Regions from separate parts of the Oryctolagus cuniculus genome. Here region 1 is linked to region 2. Evidence: chromatin contacts called from public Micro-C data. All regions are on one chromosome and are shown on one strand. The core of a region is the stretch at or near the end of the contact, and the rest is flanking DNA. Distances in the headings are between cores, read along the strand shown. Region 1 overlaps FAM13A (family with sequence similarity 13 member A). Region 2 overlaps FAM13A (family with sequence similarity 13 member A).

Region 1 (5,184 bases), core at 115-2,614, 220 kb after region 2:
AGGCATTTCAAAAAATAAAACCTACGTAAGCATACAGAGCCAACGTATTGTGAGTAGAGAATCAAATTAGAATTGGCAATCTAGACTCAAAAGAGGAATATGGACAGTTTCAATTATACATTCTGGACTTAACCCCTGTTGTTGTAAGAGGCTGCTTCTGGCTATTGATAGCCTATCACAGTCTGGACATGGTTTCGGGATGATTCAGCTGTTTTCATGGACGTGATAGATGACTTAGATAAGGAGAATATTCTCCTTAGCAGATTTAGCACAGGGACATGAACATCTTCCAACAGAGCCTTGTGTTCTACATTCATCATTATGTGAGGTCCATAGAAAAAAATCTGGGAAAGACCACAGGTGAGGAAGACACGCAAGCCCCCTTGCTTCTGAACGCCATGGACTCCGGGCTCTGTGGCCTTTCACCTACAGAAGTGATTCTCTGGGCGGTGCCGGAGCTTGAGAACTCTCAAGGCAGGAAAGAATCTGCTGTGAACGTGTTTCTGAGATGCTCCTTGCCGCGTATGCGTATGAGATCTGTAGATTGGCGATTGTCTTCCCAAAAAATCACCTTCGTCTTTCATTACTGAGGACGAGGTTACAGGGACAATGGGGACCATTTAACAAGCATTTAGAAGACCTTAGGGGAAAACTGATTTTGTGTTACCTATGCAAAAACAAAAAACAACCTCAGAATGTACTTGATATCCATGAAGGAAAATGTGTAAAGGAACACATTCAATTTCGTTAAGAACAAAAGGCAGAATAACAAGGGAAACTAACTTCCCTAAGAGGAGACTCGGAGCCCTTGAGAACTTGGGCAGGTCCCCCAGGCACAGTGCTCCCCAGAAGTGTCAGCCCTGCGCCCTGGATGATGTCACAGTGGTGACTAGTCACCACCACCGCAGTGTAAACAAACATCAGCAGGAAATAATGTGGGTAGGGCCAGGGTCTGGGAGCATGCCTTCCTTCTAGAAAAGTCTCGTGCCTTCCAAGGCTAGCGAATTTTGCTTTTTTGCACTTGGCTTTTCTAAGGAAGAAAGGCAACATGGCAGAGCCCTTGCCTTCTGCTACAGAAAGCTTTGGTTTCAGAGGCAACGTCTTCCCTTGACAAATGGGTTTCCTTGCTGGCAGCCTCCGCGGTGGGGAGAAGCAGAGGATTCTGCCTTCTCGCTCCAGTTATTGGTTGTCTGACAGGCTTGTCTGGGGAACTGCTCAGAGGAAAGTTTCAAGTTACTAGAACGAGGCAAGCCCACTGAGGAGCAGGAGCAGCGGCGGCAGGAGCGGCAGGAGGAGGAGGCAGAGGAGGAGGGGAGGAGGAGCGCTTTAGCTCTGCAGCAGCTGCCCCTCTGATTGGCTGGGCGATTCAGCTGCTTCCCTGGAACAAAAGGTCAAAGTGGACTGCAGTGTACATGTAGAGAGGCAGCCGATAAAACAGCATTTCCCGGGAGAGTTTGGAGGCTGAGAGCGGCACCGCACTGCACACTGCAGAGCGAGTCCTTCCTCCAGCCTCCAGCCGAGAGGTGCAGCCTGGCGCCCAAGCCCACTTAGCCACTGGGAGAAGACGGTCTCTGCACAGGCAGCCCAGCTGGTCTGGCCGGGGACGAGACAGCTGTGAGCCTCTCCTGCACATTTCCATGCAAGAATGGCTTGCGAAATCATGCCTCTGCAAAGGTAGCATTCTTCCCTGTCGGTTTTGTTTTTGCTCTGTTCTGTGCGAAGGTTTTTCCGGACAGTAGAAAGCCCTGTAACTTGGCCAGCACTTGGCATCTTCTGGTACGGGGCTGCAGACTGGGGACAGTCCCTTGTGTCCTTACTGTTCTTACACTTCACTAATGTTCTACTCCTCTGCTGACATTTCTGCCCCATTTCTTATCTGTTTCCCTGGGTCACTGTGCTCAGTTCTATCTTCCTTTGGATGGAAATACCTGTAAGAAAATACCTCTGAAATCTAAAGGAAAGAATAGCCTGAGGAATATATTGAGGTTTAGAGAACTCAATCAGGGTTTCCACTAAGGCTATTTTAAAGGATGTTGGCAGGCTGATGACCTTTTTAAAATGTTTTTTTAGGATCCCTCTCTTCCAGAGTTTGGAACCAGGCGGAGATTTTTCTAGCTGTACATACTTCACAATAAGTGGACTGGTTACACAAATGACACTGCAAAAACAAAACAAAACGTGGTGTGTAAGAATGATTGAGTTGAAGGCTCTGGTTTTGCTCATTAATGATTATAATGTGTACGGGAGGTGTGGTGAGCAGTTGTAGGAAAGCAGGAAAAGATCATTTTAAACAAAGGAGCTTGTTGTAAGAGAATCAAGTGTCCTGGAATGTTCAGGTCACCCCGTGATGACTGAGTCTACCTCTTTCACAACAGGGAAACCGAGGCCCGGAGAAAGTTGCAGAGTTGCCCGAGGACATTTTATGATTTTTTTTTAAACTACCTTTGTGGCTCCTAAGATCATATTTCAATGTCAGCTGCAGTACATTTGAGTCCTGAAATGCTTCACTTAAGGAAATTATCAAAGGTGTTAGTCCTGAAAATGATGTAGAAAGTGCTTAATATGGTTTGTTTATGAACTGACAAAAATCTAGACAAAAAGGAATTTCATTGTTATAAATGATGCCACAAATATTGCACTAAATATTTATGTTTTAATTAGGCTGGAAAAAAATGTTTATATGTGGAGTGGTTCCTACAGGTATTTATTTACTGTGAGATAAAGCAGCATTGTCTTTCTCTCACTGCACTGGTGAGGGCACTGTAATGGCAACTTGATGGAGATGTGCAGAGACTTCCTTTTCTAATGATCCAAGGAAGCAAAATGTGGTTTATGGAGAGATCTGAAATTTTTCTGCATGAATGTCGCGAGAAGGTTCTCATGCTTGAAGCTCCCCAGAGACCAGTGTTAATAGACACCTTTTGGAGTCTTGATTTAGTGTCTAACTATAAAGTTGGGTGCTTCTTTTTTCTTATAATGACATCAGTTTTTAAAGGTCTTATGCAAGTTGTATCTCAGGCAAGAAAGATTACTGACTATGACTGACCTCTGTAGTAGCAACTTGATAATGATTATTCAAGAAGAAAATGGGACTTTATACAGCTAATACATTGTTTCGGCAGTTTAAAAAGCGAAAGGAAAATCAGAATTTTGCATTGTTTGTCATTATTAATGAACATATCGGGAATAAATCCAGGAATAAGTGGAATTTGCCTTCTGGAATGCAGAATCCCTCCTTTCGTTTCTTTGCATTACTGCACAGTCACCCCTGTGCCCGTTCACGGCCACAGCGTTTCCCTAGCTCTTAGGGTTTAATTTGCTTCCCCAACAGCCTTCACTTCTAGCACATGCCTGTCTGTAGTGTGGGTTTCTTCATTAAGGATCCCTTGTGAATGTAAAGCATTTATGCAGAAAACCTTCCTGCTCCTACATGTAATTGTTTCTCCAGACCCCTCTCTGTATCTGTGACCAGGATTCCCTTAGCTCTCCTGCTGGTAGCTGTTGCCCCTGCCCATGATGCTGCCTGCAGCAGGAAAGGAGCAGAGCCTTGGCACTCTGTGTGTGTGAGTCACAGAACCGGTGCTTTCTTCCATTCTGTGTAAGAGCACCAAGAGACTGGAACCGGAACTGAGAGTGGATGAGTAAAGAAAAGCTTTGATACCACTTAAGGAAATTCCTGCTCACCACTTGTATTGCACAGAAAGGTCACTGCTTTCGAGGTGCGCGAGAGTGACCTGCAGAGCTTACTTTTAAAATCAAGTCTTTCCTGCTGCCCTTCTTTCCTAGATTTCAGTGAATCGAGCCTGGAAGCAGCAGGGAGAAATCTGCATTTTCCCAGACTCCTTAAAAGCATATCTGATACAGATGGGCCACGCTTGAGCACACACTGATCCAAATTCGAGTTAATGATTGCCACTTGTATACAGCTATGGACAGCTGGGATATATCGGAATCGAATGCCATACTACTCTGACACTCAAAGAGCATATTTAATAACATGACATCACGTAAGGTGTTTCTCCTTCATGACTGATGCTTCCTGCCATTGACGAAATGTCAGTTTTACCTTTTCAGACAAAACAGGCTGCGGTGTTGCTTCAGATATTCTCTGACCGACACTGCACTCCAGTGATCCTAGGGTAATCATGACATGGGCTGTGCAAAGAGCTCACATGCTAGAGAGGAGGCAGCCGCATTAGCAGACAATTACAATACCACGTGGCACGTTGAGTCATGCACAGTGTGATTAGCATAATAGCAGAGGTTGCCTGGATGGCTGATATTCCCCTATGCTTTATTTACCCTCATGTCAGTATGGGATCTCATTAGAGGGCATGTTTGCACTTTAAGGTCTCCTTGTAACTTCCGTAAATTACTCTTTTTAGCCTTTCTTAGTACATTGGGAAAATAAATAGGAGATATTTCGTTGCTGCTAATCTGTAACAGATGAGAATAGCAGATGAAGTTGAAAACTCAGAATGAAACAAAACAGTTGGTTCCCCTGTAGTGTATTTTGCTGATTATTACTGAGTATAATTTGAAGTTTCCAGGGAAGAGTAGCTGTTTAGAAACTCATGATCTTTAGGGAAAACTGTGCGTAGATTGAATGTTTAGATAAGTATGACCTTCTATAAAGTACTCAGGTCTTAAAGTTCCCTTCAAGTGGCTTCAATTAAAGACGGGGTCTTATTAAATATTTATTGAGGTGGCTAAGTTGTCCCTGCTTTTTTTCTAATACTAAAATATTTACAAGTGCTTCTTATAGTTAGTAGTAAAACTCAGCACATTGTATTGCCTTATATGGATATTCTTGCCATCTGACAAGGTCCTCTGCAAGAAATAAAATATTAAATAATTTGACTGTATTCAATCTAGAATGGAAATACCACTCCTTTTCTCAGATGACTGAGTCTGTCTTCTGTCACTAAGGAGACAGGATGCTTGACCAGATCCCAGGCCCTCTGCTACCGCCACCTTCTCACAGCTCATATTCCATGGTTTTCCCCCATGATAATGTAGCTCTGGAGGTTAGACACTCTTGGAGATGGAAAGACTTCCGCAGGCCGAGATACACGTCTTAACTGTGAGTCTCACGTCTGAGACCAAACTCCCGACTTTCACAGCAATATTTTGGCTTGCTAGATTAGCTTCCCAACAGCCCCTAACTTGATTTATAGCCACAAA
Region 2 (5,634 bases), core at 1,715-4,214:
GAAAATACTTGAAAAAATTGAGTCTTTGCTGACATGAAGACTTTTTTTGGTCACTGTTGCCTGAACAATAGTAGCTCTGTAGCATTTCCACTGTATTAGATAATTGTAATCTAGAAGCTACGAAGCATACATAGGAGAATTTGCAGAGCTGGCATGAAGATGCTCTCCTATGTTATTGAAGGGTTCTTGTGCAGCCCTGGATGTGGCTGTCTTGGGGGAAGGGTTCATATTGCATAAAAAGCTTTACTTATCTTTAACTCTTTCACCTCTTCTACACACTGTTGCACTGTACATGTCCTATCTTTATGCATTGGACTTATTGCAGTCTTGCTGTTTCTAAGTAATGGTTCAGTGGTAAACTTTGAATGTGCGTCATGTCAAGCATGTATGAGTGCGTCTGTCTGTCTCGAACTACTAGAGGTAGGCTGGTGCGTGTGTAGTCAGCTCTGCAGCGGCTGAGCCAGTTTGTGTGCACATCATCATCGTGCGGGAACCTTGGCAAGACAGGCAGTAAGGCATGGCTTTCTCCACCCTCCCCCATCTGTCTAGCATACTTAGTTACACTCTACTAGGGTATATGCAGGTAATGCTGCCCAAACGCTCTAGTAGGCTAACTTGGCCATTCTTCAGTAGGGATGTGAAGTAGAGTTCCTAATTGAGTGTTGTCAAAATACACCTGCCTTGGCAACACCTGGTCTGAATCAGAATCATGACTGGGCAGGCTGGGCTAGGACCTGGCACCTGCATCTTGACTGTGTAGCGAGTTACTATGTACTGAACTGGAAATTCCTTCCTCAGGTTGAAGCTATCATTAATAAACCAAGGAACCCATGTACATTAGAAGGGGGGCATGAAGCTTAAGGACAAGATACTTCACTCCCTGTTATTCTTTATATTCTTTAGTAGTGTCTTCGAGTCAGCAAATATTTATTATATACCTGTGATATAGTCCACACTCTGTCAGAAATAGGGATGATTGGTCACATAATTTAATCAGAGGGAGATATTTTGATCTTAAACTGCATTTACAGGAAATAAAAAATTAACTTTTTTTAAAAAAAGACTGACTTATTTGAAAGTAACAGAGAGAGAGAGAGAGAGAGAGAGAGAGAGAGAGAGAGATATCTTCCATCCCAAATGACTGCAACAGCCAGGGCTGGGCTGAAGCCAGGACTTTATCTCGTCTCCCACATAAGTGGGAGAGGTCAAGAGAGACAGGACATCTTTCACTGCTTTCCCAGGCACATTTATTAGGGAACTGGATCAGAAGTGGAGCAGCCAGGACTTGGACTGGAGTGTATGTGGGATGCCAGCTCTGTAGACAGCTTAACCTGCTGCCCCACAGTGCCGGCTCCAACTTTAACAACTTGACATGAGAGAAATTTAGCACAGAAGGTCTTTACATAAATGATGTTTTTTTAATTTAAAATTATACAACTTACAATGCATTCCCTCTTTAAATTACTTTATAATTATTCGTCCTTCTTAGCATTAAGATATGGGTTACGCCATTTGGACAGTGTAGGATTCTCCATTGACCACCAGGTGGCAGAATGTGCTCATGTTTTGTCTAAGTGCTGGGCCAAATGTGCCATTTGGCAAATGGTGACTTGGGGTGTATTTAGTTTCATACGATTTTTTTTTTAAATTTATTCATTTGATAGTCAGAGTTGCAGAGAGGCAGGGGCAGAGAAAGAGAAAGGTCTTCCATCCTCTGGTTCACTCTACAAATGGCCGCAACAGCTGGAGCTGTGCTGATCCCAAGCCAGGAGCCAGGAGCCAGGAGCTTCTTCCGGGTCTCCATTGTGGGTGCAGAGCCCAAGGACTTGGGCCATCTTCTGCTGCTATCCCAGGCCATAGCAGAGAGCTGGATCAGAAGAGGGGCAGCCAGGACTTGAACCAGCATCCACATGGGATGCTGGTACTGCAGGCGGCAGCTTTACCTGCCACAGCGCTGGCCCCTATTCATACGATTTTGAAATAAAAAATCTCAGTTGTACCAAAAAGTAGCTATCGGTGGTATAGCTGTGAAGATATACAACTTTTCTGTCATTTCTAAGCCCTCATTAAGTTGTGGTTTCGTGGTGATTAACTGTGTCTTCCAAAATCAAGGATAAGAGGATCTCAGAAATGGAAGAGGGTAGCAATTTCACGAAGCCATTTCATGATCTTCAGAACATGGCTGGTACAGTCATAACTTCCTAAAACTTTAGGGTAGGAAAAGTCAGAGATTATATAGTCTGGTCAGCCTTAGATGGGAAATGGAAATATTATAGAATCACAAGAGACTTTTTAAAACTGGGTGGATTCTGTCTCCCAGGGTGATAGGCCCACATAAGCGTCCCCTGGTTGGAGAACCCTGAGTGTCATGAGCACTGCTTTGGGTGGGGGTGGGGGGGAGTTGTGCTGGTAGTGGCGTGGAGGCAGAAGTGAACGTCCGAGAAGCCCTGACGTCGAGACTTCCAGCCCTGACTTGTCTCTGCCAGTGTGGCCCGCTGGGATCCGCAGCCTGGAGGACCACAGGCTGTTCTTGGAGCGGAGCAGCTATTTTGAAATTGCTGGAAGTGTGTTTATTTGAGGAAAGGTTAAAAAAAGAACACTGTTGGGAGAGAAAGCCTAAGGTCACAGTTAGAAAAACACTGTGTGAGCGACAGACCCAGGCGCATTTGCTGGCCAAACACAGAAGGCAGCGTTAGGCTCAGGGGCTGGGTAAGCACAGGAGCAGGACAGAGAATTCTCGATTCTCAAGACTTGGGCTTGGGCCAGGGCTGGTGTGCTCCCTCTGTGATGCCAGCCTGTGTTTGAGTTAAAGGCAAACCTCTGAGGCGGGCTTTGGGCTCAGTGGTCAAGCCACTGCTTGGGACACCCACATCCTGATCCATAACGTTGACTGCCTAGTTCAAGTCCTGGGTGCTCTCTTCTCATTCAGCTTCCTGCTAATGTGCCTCCTGGGAGGCAGCAGATCATGGCTCACGTCCTCGGGTCTCTGCTCCCCACTGGGAGACCCGGATGGAGTTCTTGGCTCCTGGCTGCAGCCTGGCCCAGACCTGGCTGGTAGAGTCATTCGGGGAGTGAACCAGTGGATGGAGGATCTCCCTGTGTCTGTGCCTTTCATATTAAAATAAATAAGTATGGCCAGCGCTGTGGCTCACTAGGCTAATCTTCCAACTAGGGGCGCTGGCACACAGGGTTCTAGTCCCGGTCGGGGGCCAGATTCTGTCCCGGTTGCCCCTCTTCCAGGCCAGCTCTCTGCTGTGGCCAGGGAGTGCAGTGGAGGATGGCCCAAGTGCTTGGGCCCTGCACCCCATGGGAGACCAGGAGAAGCACCTGGCTCCTGGCTTCAGATCGGCACAGCACCGGCCATAGTGGCCATTTGGGGAGTGAACCAACAGAAGACCTTTCTCTCTGTCTCTCTCTCTCACTGTCCACTCTGCCTGTCAAAAATAAAATAAATAAAATAAATAAATAACAAATAAACCTTTGTGGAATGGAGCAAACAGATCATGAAGACTTTAAATGATTAAGCTGAGTGTCACATTGTACCCAATGGTCTATAGGTTTAAGGGAATGGTGTGTATTTGTTGTCCATTGCTGCATAACTAAATTACTCCCTGCCTGGTGCCAAATAGTAGACGAAAATGTCAATTTTATTATTCCATAATTTCTGCGAGTCAGTAATCTGGGCACAGCTTAGCCATGGTTTCTGTCTTTGGGTCTCTTCCAAGGCTGTGTTCGTGGTGTAGTCCCATCAGGACAGATGTGGGAGATTCTCTTTCATGCGCATTCATATGGCAGTTGTCAGGGTTCGGTTCCCTGTGGGTGTTGGCCTGAGGCTCTCACTTATTCACTGGTCATTCACCAGAGGCGACCCTCAGTTCCTTCCCTCTGGAACTTTCCATAGGGTCATTGACAATACAAATAGTTGCTTTATCAGAGAGAGAACCAGCAAGATGCATCACTGCAGTCATTTTAACCTAATCGGAGATGTGACATCCAGTGACATTTGCTGTATTCTGTCGGGAGGAGCCACACACTAGGTGTAGCCCACACTTGAGTGCAGTGGATTACAGATGGTGCTAAGAGGTGGGGATCAGAGAGTCGATTTTGGAACCTGCCCACCACACGCAATGACTGGTATCTCTTCTGATTAGATGGTGTCCTGGCCATATTGATTGTTAAATGTTTTTAATACCATGCTTGGTATCACGGTTTTTCTTAGAATTGAAGCTAAAAAATCCATGTCAATTGTGATATTGATGTTCTCATGGCCGAATCATGCATACGTAGGGAAGAACACAACTATCTCACCAGGCTGCAGGTTCCAAAGGGTAATGATAGTGTTTGAGTTTTTTTTTCTACTGATTGATACTTAAAATTTGTATTACTTATTTTTATTTCTTTAAATGGGAGAGAGAGGAAGAGATCTTCCATCTGCTAACTCACTACCCAAATGCCTGCAACAGCCAAGGCTGGGCCAGGCTGAAGCCAGGATCTTGGAACTCCATCTGGGTCTCCTTTGTCTGTTGGGAGACCCAAGTGCTTAATCCGAGTATCACTGCCACCCAGGGTACACATTAGCAAGAAGCTGGGTCAGAAGCAGAGCCAAGGCTCAGTCCCAGTCACTCTGATACGGAATACAGATGTCCTGGTGACATTGGGAGGTGATTAGGTCAAGGGGACTCTGCTCTCATGATTGGATTTCATGCCATTATTGTCAGAGCAGGTTGCTATAAAAATGGAGAATTTGCCCCCTTCACTCTCTCTCCCTACCTCTTACCTTCTGCATGATAAGGCAACCAAAAGGCCCTGGGAAGACGCTCGCACCTTGGCTGATACTGGACTTCCCAGCCTCCAGAGTTGTGAGCATTTACACTTCTAATCATCATAAATTACCCCTCTCAGATAGCCAGGCCTGAACTGAGCCCTGGCCTCCTGGTCTTGGCCTTGTCCAGCCCTGGCTGTTACAGGCGTTTGGGGGAGTGAGCTGACACATGGAAGATCTCTCTCTCTTTCTGTCTCTTTCTACCTTTCAAATTAATTAACTAATTAAAAAAATTACAACAAGAGTTTTGGAGAAGGCAAACATTCAAAGCAGAGTAGGCCCTGATGCCTGAGCTCATCAGTTTCCCCTGACCTGGGCCCTGGCCCGTCCGTTTTCTCATGCTTCAGCCAAAGGTCACATTTGCCTCCTTGGCGAAGCCTTCTCTGCTGGTCTCCGCTGAGTGACAGCCTTATTAGCTGACTGAGGGAAGGAACTTGTCTTTCACCAGTTCTTTATCTCGTAGAGTCTGGAACTTTGAGTTTGATTACCAAAGAAGTGCAGCAATACGGAAGATTCTTCCATACACATCAGTTTTTAAAACATACAGCAGGTGTACTATTGGACCTAAGACAAGTTTGGGTTTGTGCTGTCTTTGAGTACTTCTATATTTTTTACACTTGTGTATTGCCAGTTTGTGTGGCAATCTTTTTTTTTTTAAGATTTATTTATTTATCTAAAAGTCAGAATTATACAGAGAGGAGAGGCAGAGAGAGAGAGAGAGAGGTCTTCCATCCACTGGTTCACTCCCCAGTTGATTGCAATGGCCAGAGCTGCGCCTATCTGAAGCCAGGAGCTTCTTCTGGGTCTCCCAC

What was found. Hi-C and Micro-C count contacts between places; a contact is called where the count stands out from the background.
Region 1: a contact with region 2 is called in a Micro-C map of ear pinna, with 6 times the contacts expected there. The contact joins two enhancer-like sites. A contact is called at or near these places in 6 of 6 Hi-C or Micro-C datasets (ear pinna, embryonic fibroblasts, liver and 3 more).

The regions. Positions count from the first base shown.
Region 1 is chr8:76,822,562-76,827,745 of mOryCun1.1, forward strand. The region is part of intron 7 of FAM13A (family with sequence similarity 13 member A); the gene reads left to right. Among named protein-coding and RNA genes, the nearest start is that of NAP1L5, 120 kb to the right of the region's middle. Within about 2 kb of position 1,365, at least 8 of the 8 cell types and tissues checked have an H3K27ac peak or open chromatin away from gene starts, as enhancers often do. A contact at or near this core is called in ear pinna, where this site is marked.
Region 2 is chr8:76,602,372-76,608,005 of mOryCun1.1, forward strand. All of the region lies in intron 2 of FAM13A (family with sequence similarity 13 member A), which reads left to right. Among named protein-coding and RNA genes, the nearest start is that of FAM13A, 70 kb to the left of the region's middle. Within about 2 kb of position 2,965, at least 2 of the 8 cell types and tissues checked have an H3K27ac peak or open chromatin away from gene starts, as enhancers often do. A contact at or near this core is called in ear pinna, where this site is marked.